Linked DNA regions of Bombyx mori: region 1 is linked to region 2. Evidence: chromatin contacts called from public Hi-C data. All regions are on one chromosome and are shown on one strand. The core of a region is the stretch at or near the end of the contact, and the rest is flanking DNA. Distances in the headings are between cores, read along the strand shown.

Evidence for each region. A called contact is a pair of places that touch in the nucleus more often than the background predicts.
Region 1: a contact with region 2 is called in a Hi-C map of whole pupa, with 2.3 times the contacts expected there. The contact joins the promoter of LOC100529235 here to the enhancer-like site in region 2. A contact is called at or near these places in 2 of 7 Hi-C or Micro-C datasets (both in whole pupa).

Annotation. Positions count from the first base shown.
Region 1 is chr9:5,063,308-5,069,747 of ASM3026992v2, reverse strand. LOC100529235 (fkhr) reads left to right here and starts at 4,757. Exons shown (of 3, transcript NM_001202535.1): 1 at 4,757-4,988. The coding sequence starts at 4,757. It also overlaps a transcript of DnaJ-21 not described here.
Region 2 is chr9:4,971,327-4,977,722 of ASM3026992v2, reverse strand. It overlaps a transcript of DnaJ-21 not described here. Among protein-coding and RNA genes, the nearest start is that of LOC134199343, 35 kb to the left of the region's middle. Within about 2 kb of position 4,677, at least 5 of the 8 cell types and tissues checked have open chromatin away from gene starts, as enhancers often do.

The sequences.
Region 1 (6,440 bases), core at 3,508-6,007, 92 kb before region 2:
TCAAACCGAAACGCATTACTACTTCACGGCAGAAATAGGCGGGGCGGTGGTACCTACCCGTGCGGACTCAAGAGGTCCTACCACCAGTAAATATAATATAACAGCTTCTTCGATTTGCCTTATCAACATACTGTCGGATCCTCCCGATCCATTTTATTTTAAAAGTGATTTTAAGACCCAAGTAAGTTAGTGTTCTCGTTGACGTTGTTGAATGAGATGTGCGAAGAGTGCAAAGTGCAACCTGCCCCATAGACACAACCCACTACGTTTCTTACTGGCCTTCTCAGCTGGTTGCGATTCCGATCCGGTGGTGGATTTAACGAAGCACTTCTGTTGCTAGGACTAGTGTTAGCAAACCTTCCCAGGGTAAACGCGGTAGACTCATCTACTGGTCCGTGTGTAGTTGTAACAGACTTTTAGACTACCAATGATTCTTCTTCTTCTTTGCTTCCATCTTATCTCACTGGGTGGGGTCGGCATAGCAAATTTTTTTATTCCATTCTCTTCTGTCAGCCATCATTTCAACACTCACTCCTCTCTCTCTCTCTCTCTCTCATATCGTCGTTCAGACATTCCATCCACGTCTTCTTCGGTCGACCTCTTCTCTCTCTATTACCATACAGTCACATGCATCTCCTCTACGCATCACATGTCCATACAACGCTAACCGTGAAAGGCTACCAACGATTAGGGAAAAAAACACCCATCAGTTTAAATTCATTTTTGTCCAATGATCTGAATTCAACTATAGCCACTACTGACCCCTCAAAACTTACATTCATTTTTCATGTCTTAAACATTACTAAATTTCATTTTGTTCATATAGCTTTCTGACCTAGCTTCTGGCCTGGTGTAAGTGGTTACCCAACTGCCCATGAGGTCAAAGTCTCCATTAAAACCAGAACGCACGACGGCTACGCGGCAGAAATAGGTAGGTGATGGAGAGACCCACCACACGGATAATAGACAAACAGAGCGTCCTTCCACCAGCAAGCTATAAATTGGTCGATTCTTTATGATCAACTAAAAATCAACCTTAAAGAGATATTTGAATAGGGGTTTTAAAGTATGAAATTTGCGTTTTATTGTAATAGGCACTTCGAATTGACATAGAACCTTCATGGTTTGAGATTTTTGAGTGAAACTTTTTTCAAATGGTACCTATGGGCATCTGCTTTTAAAAATGTATAATATTCAATTATCGACTTTCAGTTGTTTTTTTTATTCAGCTTAGACAAGAAAGATGGATCCTTCGAAATTTCGAGTGATGTTTGCATACGAGTTCCGACGCTAACGCTGCAGAAACAGCCGAGCAATTCAATGTTGCGTTTGGAGAGGGGACTGCTAATGAACGCACCGTGCGATTTTGGTTTAAACGCTTTCGTGATGGAAATTTTGATTTCAAGAACGAATCATGTGAAAGACCGCCCACATATATGAATAACAATGAATTGAAAGAGATGGTGGAAGCCGATCCGAGCCAAACTAACCAGAAATTAGCGGCATGGCTTAACGTTACCTTACCAACAATATTGACTCATTTGCGTCAAATCAATAAAATAAAAAAATATGAAAAATGGGTGCCTCATGATTTGACATATCTGCAGAAAGAAACGTGGTTGAAACTTGTGTTGCCTTGTTGAGTCGATACAGAAATGAGGGAATATTGGATCGAATTGTGACATGTGATGAAAATTGGATTCTGAACGATTAGCGTAAGCGAGAAATGCAAAGGCTGACCCCAAGTCAAACGCCGCAGCAGTGTCCTAAAGCAAAGCTTACCAATAAAAAGGTAACGGTAACTGTTTGGTGGTCTAAGCATGGTGTTATTCACTATAGCTTTCTCCAATCTGATCTGCAGATGTCTAATGTGCCGAACTCCGAACAATAATAGGAAAACTTGCAGTGAAACAGCCCCAACTCATGAATCGGTCTTCACCCTTATTGCTCCATGATAACACGAGACCTCATACAGCACGAGATACCGTTTTAACTCTACAGGAACTGCAATTAGAAACCATTCGTCACCCTCCGTATTCGCCAGACCTTGCTCCAACGGACTACCATATTTTACGTGATTTGGACAATTTTCTACGCGATAAAATGTTTTCTTCCCAGGAGGCAGTACAAAATGCTTTCACACAATTTGTAGAATCTAGATCACCAGAGTTATATCGTAAAGGCATAAAATATGACCTTCCTGTTAGATGGCAGCAATGTATAGATAATAATGGTAGATATTTTGATGAAATAAATGTGTTAAATGAAGAAGAAAAAAACCAATTTCAATTTTTCAGTACAAATCGGCAATTTTATACTTTAACCCCTAATAACCACAAATTAAATAGTACAATACCTTATCAGAAATGTTAAGAATAACTATTTCAGCTCAGTCCAATAAGCGAAGCCGGAAAATATAAATTGCGTTTGAGTATGTCGTTGTACCGGGTATGCCGTATACAGATATGTCACTAATAATAGATATTAATTTTTGTTACACTTCACCTAGTTTACTAAAAACAACTCGTATTAAAGGTAAGTTAGGTACCTAAAATTACCGAATTACAATTACGACCTACCAAATTAAGGACGGGGTCATGGCAGCCCCTCGAGGAACTCAACATGTGGGCCCAGTTAATCTTCTGTAATGTCCATTTGAACAGTTTAATTGTCGGGCCCGCACTCACCGGCGCAATCAATTAACTATACCACATTTACACCTGGTAGTCCGCGTGTCAGTGATATATTTATTAGCTGCTCAGTATCCGCACTTATTCTGTGCACGGGTCCTTCCTGATTCGCTCACGGATTTTGAGCCCTAATGAAATCTTTTAGGATGGTCCTTGCACGGTTTATGGCGTTTTAAAATTTTTGTAACGTTTTAAATGTAGGACTATAGGCTATATTGTATATTTTAATTGTAGTACTGTAGTAGTTGTAGTATTGTAGTACGAATGCTCCGAATTCCGTGGACGGCCAAGAGGACAAATAAATCTATCCTGGATCAGCTTCGCATCCGAGTCAAGCTCTCAACAATCTGTTACCAGAGGATCTTCAGCTACTTCGGTCATATTGCCCGCCGACAGTCAAATAACTTGGACAAAGTGATTGTGACGGGCAAAATAGAAGGAAAGAGACCCCACGGCCGATTACCTAGTTGTCGGTGTGATCAAATAACCGCCCTAACTGGGCTGCCAGTCGCAACCACCATTCGAGAAGCTGAGAACCGGACGAGATGGAAACAGCTCACGAGACAGGTCACGGTCAAGTTTCAGGAACACGACCTTCAGTAATGAAGAAAGCGACGAAGAAGAAGTAGCATTAGCAGATACTTGCCTGGGCCCCTAGCATTGTTGTTGTCCATGATGGTGACCACTTACCATGAGGTGTATCTGTGTGACTAGAATGATAATAAAAAAGTTAATCTTACCGGCTGAAGAAAAAATAAGTTATAAGTACTAATACGTGGTTAAAATCTACAGTTTCAAATACAAGCACAGTCAAAATCATACATGATAAATAATATATAGGCATGTGGGTAAATGCATGGGAAAATGAAAAAAATATCAGTTAATTTTCAGTTAAGTGATTTTACGTTTCATTATAATTTGACTTCACATCCCGCAGTTGGATCTATCGGAAAACGTAGTCAGGTTTTAAGAGTTCGAATGTAGAACGGAATGTACAATATATGCGTCGTAACTCGCAGCGCGGCGTTCCGCGATGATGGTATCACAAATTACATACGTTCCACATTGGTCAGTGCATTACACGCGTGGAGAACAAGGTCATCCATAAGGGGTCTGTACACGATGTGATAAGACAATAATGTTCGCCGACACGTTTAGAATGGATAGAAGGCGAGTGAAGCGTTTATGAGTGCGGTCACACGACGCCACTTCTCTCTATCAGCAGTAGCGCCCTCCGCCGCCCTCCGCCTCTCCGCGGCCAGCACGGCGCCCGCTGAGTGGAATTTGCACGAGCGGCGTTCCTCGCGTCGCGGTTTAGTTCAGTGTACGTGCGACCGTTCGCGGCCGAGGACGTTTTCCCGCGTCGCTCGCACTGTACTAAAGCTTATTACGCAGTTGATACCGTCGCCGACCGCGTGGATTTTTGTTGACTAACTTTTATGTGTATTAATATTCTTAAAGTGTATCAGGACTGCGTACGCAACGTCTGAACTGCCTTAAGAACCCAGTGATAGCTCTTATCAGTGCGGAAAAGTTTCAGTGTTATTATAACTCTGAAGGACAGCCGAATTTGCGCAGCGACAATCTTCGAGACTATTGATGCTAGTGGCGATCGTGGGCGATACGATATTCAGAGTTTCGGGCCGATTTGAGCCACGTTACAAGGTTATCGCGCCTCTAGCCCACCAGTGATGAATTGGAAAATCGGCGCGTAGTCACTCACGTGGTGTGCGCCCCGCCCCCGCCTCGTCCGCGCTTATATTTAGCGAAAATCGCCTCTCGGGAACGGTCCGACGGCCGATACTCTCTGCGTACAACGCTGTTAATGAACGTTAGTGAGACGCCACATGTTATTGGCTTCGAATAACAGAGCCGATAAGGAGAAGATAGATAACCTCTGCGGATCGCGGCCTGTGTCCGACGATTCTGGAAATAGAAAGAAATCGCTTACAAAATCAGAAAAGTGATTGCGTTAAGATGCTAACGGCCGATATCGGCACGCGCCTGTGAGCGCTCGAACCGGTACACCTATCGAAAATTTTCCACTGTTGTAGAGAGTCGGCGAAATGTCAATTCAGGGAGGCGGCGGTTACCAGAGCCCTTGGTCATCTCAGACGGGGCTGTCAGAACTAGAGGGAACAATGGCAGAGTTGGAACCATTAGGTGAACTGGCTGAGGTTGGCTTCGAGCCACAGACGCGCGCGCGATCCAACACGTGGCCGCTTCCAAGGCCAGACAACTACGTCGAGCAGGTAGACGAAGCCGGCTCTAAGAAGAATTCCAACCAGAATCTATCTGGTAAATATCTATCATACCGCCAATGAAACGATATGGTCGCGAATCGCTTGATTATTTGGGTCAACGCAAGTAACTAGTTCCCTCGACTTATTTGTATGACCCATCAATAATCATACATTATTACATAAACTTGTATACGATAAAGAAATATTAATATATTATTAAATACGAAAAAAAAACTGCGACCTATATTTGCTACATGAAAAAAGCGCCCAATTCTAATAAAAAAATACGAGGAAATAATACAAAATAAATTTTTTGTAACAACGAATAAAGCTTAAGTTTCTACAGTTTTTCTTTTATATGACTACCCACTGAAAGCTTACTTTTCGTAGCAAACCTTCCTGTAAACATTCTCTTCTTAGAATTCATATTCTTTTGAAAACATGTTCTCGTGTTGTTTCTGATGGTTGTTCTATAAATTATTTCTCCATCTATTAATCTGTACAAACCTGAGAACATTTACGGCAACGTAATTCTTTTTCTTCGTAAACATTGTGCATGTCAGATCTTTGAAATAGGTTTTGAAGTGCTAACAGGATGAAAATACAATGACGTGAACAAAAATTGCCAAAAGTCATTCAACTCCAATGCATTTTCACCATAGACCTATATAGTAGGGACACGACATATTGTTCTATACGTACAATTGCTTATATAAATAGCACCCATTTTGAAGGCACATACATAAACATATATCTATCTCGTTCTTACTCAGCACTTTAACTCGCAGGAAAACAATATAACAGTATTTCAGTGCGTACATAAAATGAAACATGAATATACGTAAATGTCTCCGTCTCCGTCTAATGAGGCCGAAAATCCGCCATGTTTAGCGCGCCAAATGTCATTGTCACGTCAGTTCGGCCGTCTGTTTTGGGTTGTACATTATTTATTGACTTTGATATCGATTTAATATGATTGCTTATATAAAATTTCTTATTTTATCATGCTTAAAACATACAAAAATAATAATTAAAACATATTTTATAGGATCTCAAGAAAGTCGATGCCCCAAAACTATTATCTATATATATTTAAATTCATTATGGAGCCCTCATACGAAAAATCGGACACCATTTTTCGGTCGGAATCTATTGATCATGACACTAATCATAAATACCTCTTTAAAATATGTCATCAAAACATATTTAGACATTCTGTTTAGATATTTCAGGAAAAAGGCTACCGACAAAATCTCTTCGGAACTATTTAAATAAAATAGTTTTATTCCGCAGCGAGTAAAACACTATTGTAAATTCGTTAAATATTTATTAATTTATTTAGATGTCACCTATAATTGAGGTGACATCTGCCATGAACTTTTGTCAATTTGTCAATGTTTTGTATTGATGATCACTTTGTTGGTGCAACTTATTAAATAAATAAATAAAGTGATTTTAGAGAGGAAGTCACAAGGAATGACGTTTGTAATTTTATTAACGAATAAAT
Region 2 (6,396 bases), core at 3,428-5,927:
TGTGTGTTTACATAGCATGTGGACATTACAATTGTAATGCCGTCAATCAACTTGAGACATGATAACGAAATCTCATATGGCATGGCATGGAATCTCATAGCAATAATAACTAACTAATAATAACTCTTTTGAAAACGAAACCATTGATGTTTTATGTACAACATTTCTATTGCAATTTTGAATTATCAGATAATAGATATCCAATCTTATTAGTAAGTTATGAAGAATGTCGTTAAATACAAAAAAGTGTGCTAGCTAATGACGATAAATTTCTCAGATTTTATATATTTATTTAGATTTAGATTTAGTTAAGAAATACATTATTTAGTCTCTTGTATTTTCTATTCAGAGTTGGTTCGTCCTATAGATTATGCACAAAAATGTCAAATGTCACGCTTAGGTATTCCACGTACCGTTTTTTTTTATTTGGCGCATTGACAGATTAATTTGGCATAAATTTTTAAAACTATGAAAATCGGTGCATCGTTCGAAATCTAATGTAGACAATAATATAACAATTTTTTAAATTCAATTTAATATCTTTGACTTGGTGTTATTGTAAATATAACATTTTATTCAGCTTCAGTATAAGTCTATTAATACTTACAAAGCTCTAATCAGTCTAATGGTCAAATGGCTAAATTATTTCAGAGACACTTAATCTTGATTACATTACACAAAAGGGGTTTCCGTAAACTCATACTAAAATTTATCCATAACTACGTCCTCAGTTAGGAAAGTTTTCCTTGAATAAATTACGAAAAGAAAACTATTTCATTCTTGATACATTTACGGATTAGTCAAACTTATACGTACCGCTCGTTTCGCTGTCTTCCTTACTCCTGCTTTAATGCAATAAGGTTAGAATGAGACTTATAAATCGCGCCCTAATTTAATTTATCATAAAAATTGAAAGTTTCCACGCTCCGGGGGCACTTTAGGAACTAGTTTCAAACCATTCTCGTTTGAAGGGAACTCTTAATTTATTGAGAGTGCCAAGTTGGCTGGCTAGCATTTGTACAACTTGATTTTTATTCTAACTAAATCGGTTTCAGCATATTTTTTGAGGTTAAAACGATTTTATAATCACAATTTTTTGATGAATTTAAAATGACGTCTTCCTTAAAGGAAATACGACGCCGAATTAATTCTCAAAACGAAATAATTTAAAGTCGTCGTGGCCTAAAGGATAAGACGTCCGGTGCATTCGTATATAGCGACGCACCGGTGTTCGAATCCCGCAGGCGGGTAACAATTTTACTAATAAAATACGTACTCAACAAATGTTCACGATTGACTTCCACGGTGAAGGAATAACATCGTGTAATAATAATCAAACCCGCAAAATTATAATTGCGTCTGCCTATTTCTGCCGTGAAGCAGTAATGCGTTTCGGTTTGAACGGTGGGGAAGCCGTGGTAACTATACTTGAGACCTTAGAACTTATATCTCAAGGTGGGTGGTGCATTTACGTTGTAGATTTCTATGAGCTCCAGTAACCACTTCACAACAGGTGGGCAGTTAGCTCGTCCACCCATCTAAGCAATAAAAAAAAATGTTTCTCGTCGTTTTAAAAAGTCGAATCAGAAGTTGTAGTTTCGTAAATCAATAATTTTCAACACAACACTATCGCATTTTATTAGGTACACAGGATAGAAAAATATAATTTTCAAAAACCATTACCATACGATAAAAGGTATATTGACACATAACATAAAAGTTTTATACGTTTCTTTTACGAATTTCGTCCCAATTATCAGTTGAAATAGTGCCAGGTTCTATAAATCAGGCCACGAATACATATTCCTGTCTGACATTGTAACTTTACGTAGTTTATACGACAGAACTATGTCAATCTAACTTTTAAGATTATCACTTCCGCATCCGGCCTATCTTACCTGTTTATTCTATAGGTATCTTCCGCAGTTCGTACTATATAATATATTTCTAATATAATATAAATGAATTAAATTTTTTTATTCTTAACGTTCAAAATGAAGAAACAATTTAATTGCATTCTAGTTTTGGATAATAAAAAATGTGCATTTTATATATTGCATTTACCTTAAAACTTTATTATATTAGACTAGACCTTACTAATTTGATTCAAACTTCCCACGGAAGCTAGGAATGATAATTAACTATCTGGAAAATGGTTTGCAGCTATTAATTTTAATCAATGCTGACATAGAATTGCATTACACTTCGAAAAGTAATATCTTTACAAACTCTAACTCAATAATAATTAGTAATATTAAATTGATTCTAATGTGTCCGTTAGTATCGATTTGCTATTGAGATAACGATGATGTAGCTCCACATAGTATAGCGAGCTCCGTGGATGTAAAGCATAATGAAGTGGCGTCATTGAGGCGCTCGCTCCCTCGCTGCCGAAAAAAGTTGCAAGTCGGTGGGCGGCGCCGGGGAACATTCAAATTTATCGATTGTCCCGCGCGCCTCATTACAACATTCCTCAAAACTTACCCACTCACAACTTAGCCCTTTCATAGCGCCACTATTGGCACATTACTTTTTATTCTTTCCCCGACGGAGGCCGCTTTTTATGCCAGTTATTATTATCTGTTAAACTTTAAGTGCTCGGCAGCTAAGTTTCGATACTCCTGATTTACGAGTAACCGTTTCGAATGTTTTATCGAGCATAAATGTAAGTTTGCCGCTTGTTAAAACGAAGGTCATTCAGGATTATGTTAGCGACAGTCGGCCAATCACGCTATCTGTATCGACAATTTTCCTTGCATCAAAAAATGCCCATACTTAAATTTTTGTAAATTTTACGTGTTATAAACATGTAAGAAAATGAATCGCGAAAGTTTTTACGCCACTGAATTTAATGCGTAATCATGCTTGACGAACGCTTTACTGGTGGTAGGACCTCTTGTGAGTCCGCGCGGTGCCGTGAAGCAGTAATGCGTTTCGGTTTGAAGGGTGGGGCAGCCGTTGTAACTATACTTGAGACCTTAGAACTTGTATCTCAAGGTGGGTGGCGCATTTACGTTGTGGATGTCTATGGGCTCCAGTAACCACTTAAAACCAGGTGGGCTGTGAGCTCGTCCACCCATCTAAGCAATAAAAAAAAAAACGCCAAATCTTTTTTATGCCTAGACTCTTCTAGCTTCATTCAAAGATTGTTCCATTCACGGAACTGTAATACGAGGAAATACGTAAACAATGTTTGTGTACGTTTTTTTTTCTACGACAGTAATCACCTGAGTAAAAATTTATAGATGGCGGAAGGAATTGAGAAAACAAACGGATCGATCTACAATTCGAGGTCAAAAAGAGTAAATAAATGAATACTATATTTCACGGTTAATGGGGAATTATGTTTCACGATAAACCGCTCTGTCCTGACCGAGATCTCGACGAGTCATTGTCACATACGACCCGACTAGTGTATAGTAAGGGCAGCGTAGTACAGTAGCTTAGTTGAGTAAGAGAGGAGTGAAGGGGAGGGGGCAATGATCCATTAATCTGGCACAAGCCCATGTGGCGCCACCGACGTACCTGCCGACGCGACGCACGGACGCCTACGTAACGACACCGATCGTACATTTTGAACATGCGAGAGTATTGTATTGTAAAGTGACAAAAGTACTTTGCGAAATGAGTTATGAAGCGTATTTAGGGTTAGGCATACGAAGAGTTTTTACTCGTTATTATAAATCGAACCTCAGTCGAATCTTTCGTAAGAATTAAAAATTTTCGCTATAGTACCTAATGAGCGCATTGAAGGTCTAGACAGACCTAGGAAAGGCTGACTTAATAATACTCTAAGAAACTTCTTTATTGATTACTAATAGATAAATAGAACTGCAGCTAGAAAAAAAATGCAATAGGTTCAAGAATATCCCGAATAAAGGCTATATCCTAATAAATATATCAGAATGTGAAGTCGTAAAATCTGCTTCTACCTGTATATAGATCTATTTTTATTTTATTTTGAAAGCAGATTCAATACATCCCCCAATGGTATGTGACCATTGTTGCTTATGGACTTTAGCAAAAAAATAGGTAGCCATGTTGCTGCTTACATTTTGTCATTATTCTAAGCCGTCAGTAATAGTGACATTATCATATTTTTTTGACTAAAATCTTTTCCTGATCATTATTCCAATTTACCAGTCCAATGTTAAATATGCCCAAAGGGGAATGACGTCACATTGGCAACCACTAGTAAAACTGGGAGTTAAGCTGTTATAGTAAGTGAAATCTCAACGCGTATCCACATATTGCCGTATGCTATCTCTACCTATTTTAATAAAGGCAAGAGAAAGATAATAGTAATTATCATACCTACCAATACTCTTATATATATTTGTTAAGAAAAGCAGTGACCTACGCCATTAGCTAATGAAAATAGTAGGTACTTTATTAATTCGGTTATAAAACACGGTATCGCCGACTTTAAATTACTTGATTGACTACTAATAATTATACTATAAAATCAGCAGTATTTAATACCGAAATATTCCATTATGCGTCAACATAAACAATATAATACAGAACGGCTTGACATAGACTTGACCCACCTATCTTATCACAAAGCGAAACTTATACGACTACTGCTCCAGTTCCGAACGTATCACCGGATAAAATCACGGATAATGTTTTCCTTGTATTTATTGGCCGTATGTAGTATTCCATTCATTTATAGGCCGTATCTAGTATAATACGTAGACCGTCCTTGGAGCTTCGTTTTATGAGGAACTACGCCGTAGAAGCTACGATCGTAGACTTGTAGCGAACTTTCGCAATTCCGTAGCTTTTTTTAATTTTTTTTTTCTTTTTCCTAATTCGTTAATTGTAATTAATAAATTGAGAGTTTTTGCAATATATTTTTTTTTTAATAAAATTTTAGTTTATTCTATTGCATTAATGAAATACTCACAATACAATAATTCAACTATGGCCTTATTCATTATGAGTTGTCAGAGCTTTATATAAACCCTTTAAAAGAAGTTTTGTTTATCTATACAATTCTTACTATTTTCAAATTGTGAATAAGATAACATTAACAGCTTTCTTGTAACGGGTTCATAAACCCCAGATAAATCAAACGAATAAGACCGTTAATCCGGAGCACGAACATTAATTATCATTATACCATTAAAAAAAAAATCGACCTAATCTAAAAATGGTACTTTTGAAATAAATCGTGAATTTAATTAATTATTACACACTCTACTAAAATTACTCAATCATACTTTATCAGCATAGTAATTGAAGAATCGTTGCAATTAGTTGAAAGGTATATTTTCCACTGGTTTCATAAATGATTCAACTTCAATTAAATTTAGAGCTTTTCCCCCTGAAATAAAGCCGAAAATCAAGCAAACGCTCTATTAGAAATGTTCCAATCTAATAATTGCTGTAATCTTGACAATTTGTTAAGTGGCATGTTTTACTTATCCGTGATACGTCGGGAATGGCACGTCATCAACTAGGTTATGTATTGAGATGTATCAATCACATTCATATCTCACTACACCTTAATAATTTAGATATATATTTTTCTGGAATGTATATAAAAAAAAATTCTTTTTTTTTTAAACAATTACCTATGTGATTATATTAAAAACGAAATCCGTATAAATTAAGCATTGTTTCATTATAAAAACTACGGAGAGGTCATAAGCTTAAATTAATTTATAGAAAATGGAACCAGACAAATTTCAACTACCTTCTTTCAGAACAAATTCGTAACGCACAAAGTTGCATGCATAGATACATTTCGATTCGCCCGTTTCAGATCCATTCACCGTTAAAATATGAGTTCTGTGAACAATTTGAATGTGAACACAGTGCGATGCGTCGGAAATCACGGCGTCGACCGTCCTCCTTGGTTTCCGCGCACTTGCAATATTTCAATCGAAAAATTGACACATCGCTGCATCGCTCCCCAACGGACAAGTTTACGGGAGAAAACTTTAACCTGGCATATTTACTTGCGTTCTTTCGGAGCGCGCGATAGCTTGACGAGTGAAAAGTTTCCTTTCCATAGATAGGTCATGCCCAGATCGGTGGAAGTTTTCACATAAATTGGCGGTCATTCCACGCGAATATGCTGACTGAGGGGGTAACAAATATGCCAACTTGGGTTGTTATAACAGCGATATGTAAGTTCTGTGATACTTGGCCATTAAGTTTATGGAAACTACCGTCGAGATTACATCACACTTTCTGAAAGCTTTATGGGATCCTTCTTTCGTTATCTCCGTCGTAGGTAGCGTATCCATTCTCGTCCGTCTATTAATCAAGAGCACGGATTTTATGGCAGTTACAGAAATGCGTTGGAGATGTACGAGTGAAAAATTCGAACGCAATCTGTCAAATCCCTCCCTAATTCTAATTTAATTAGCGAGGAAGTTTTCACGC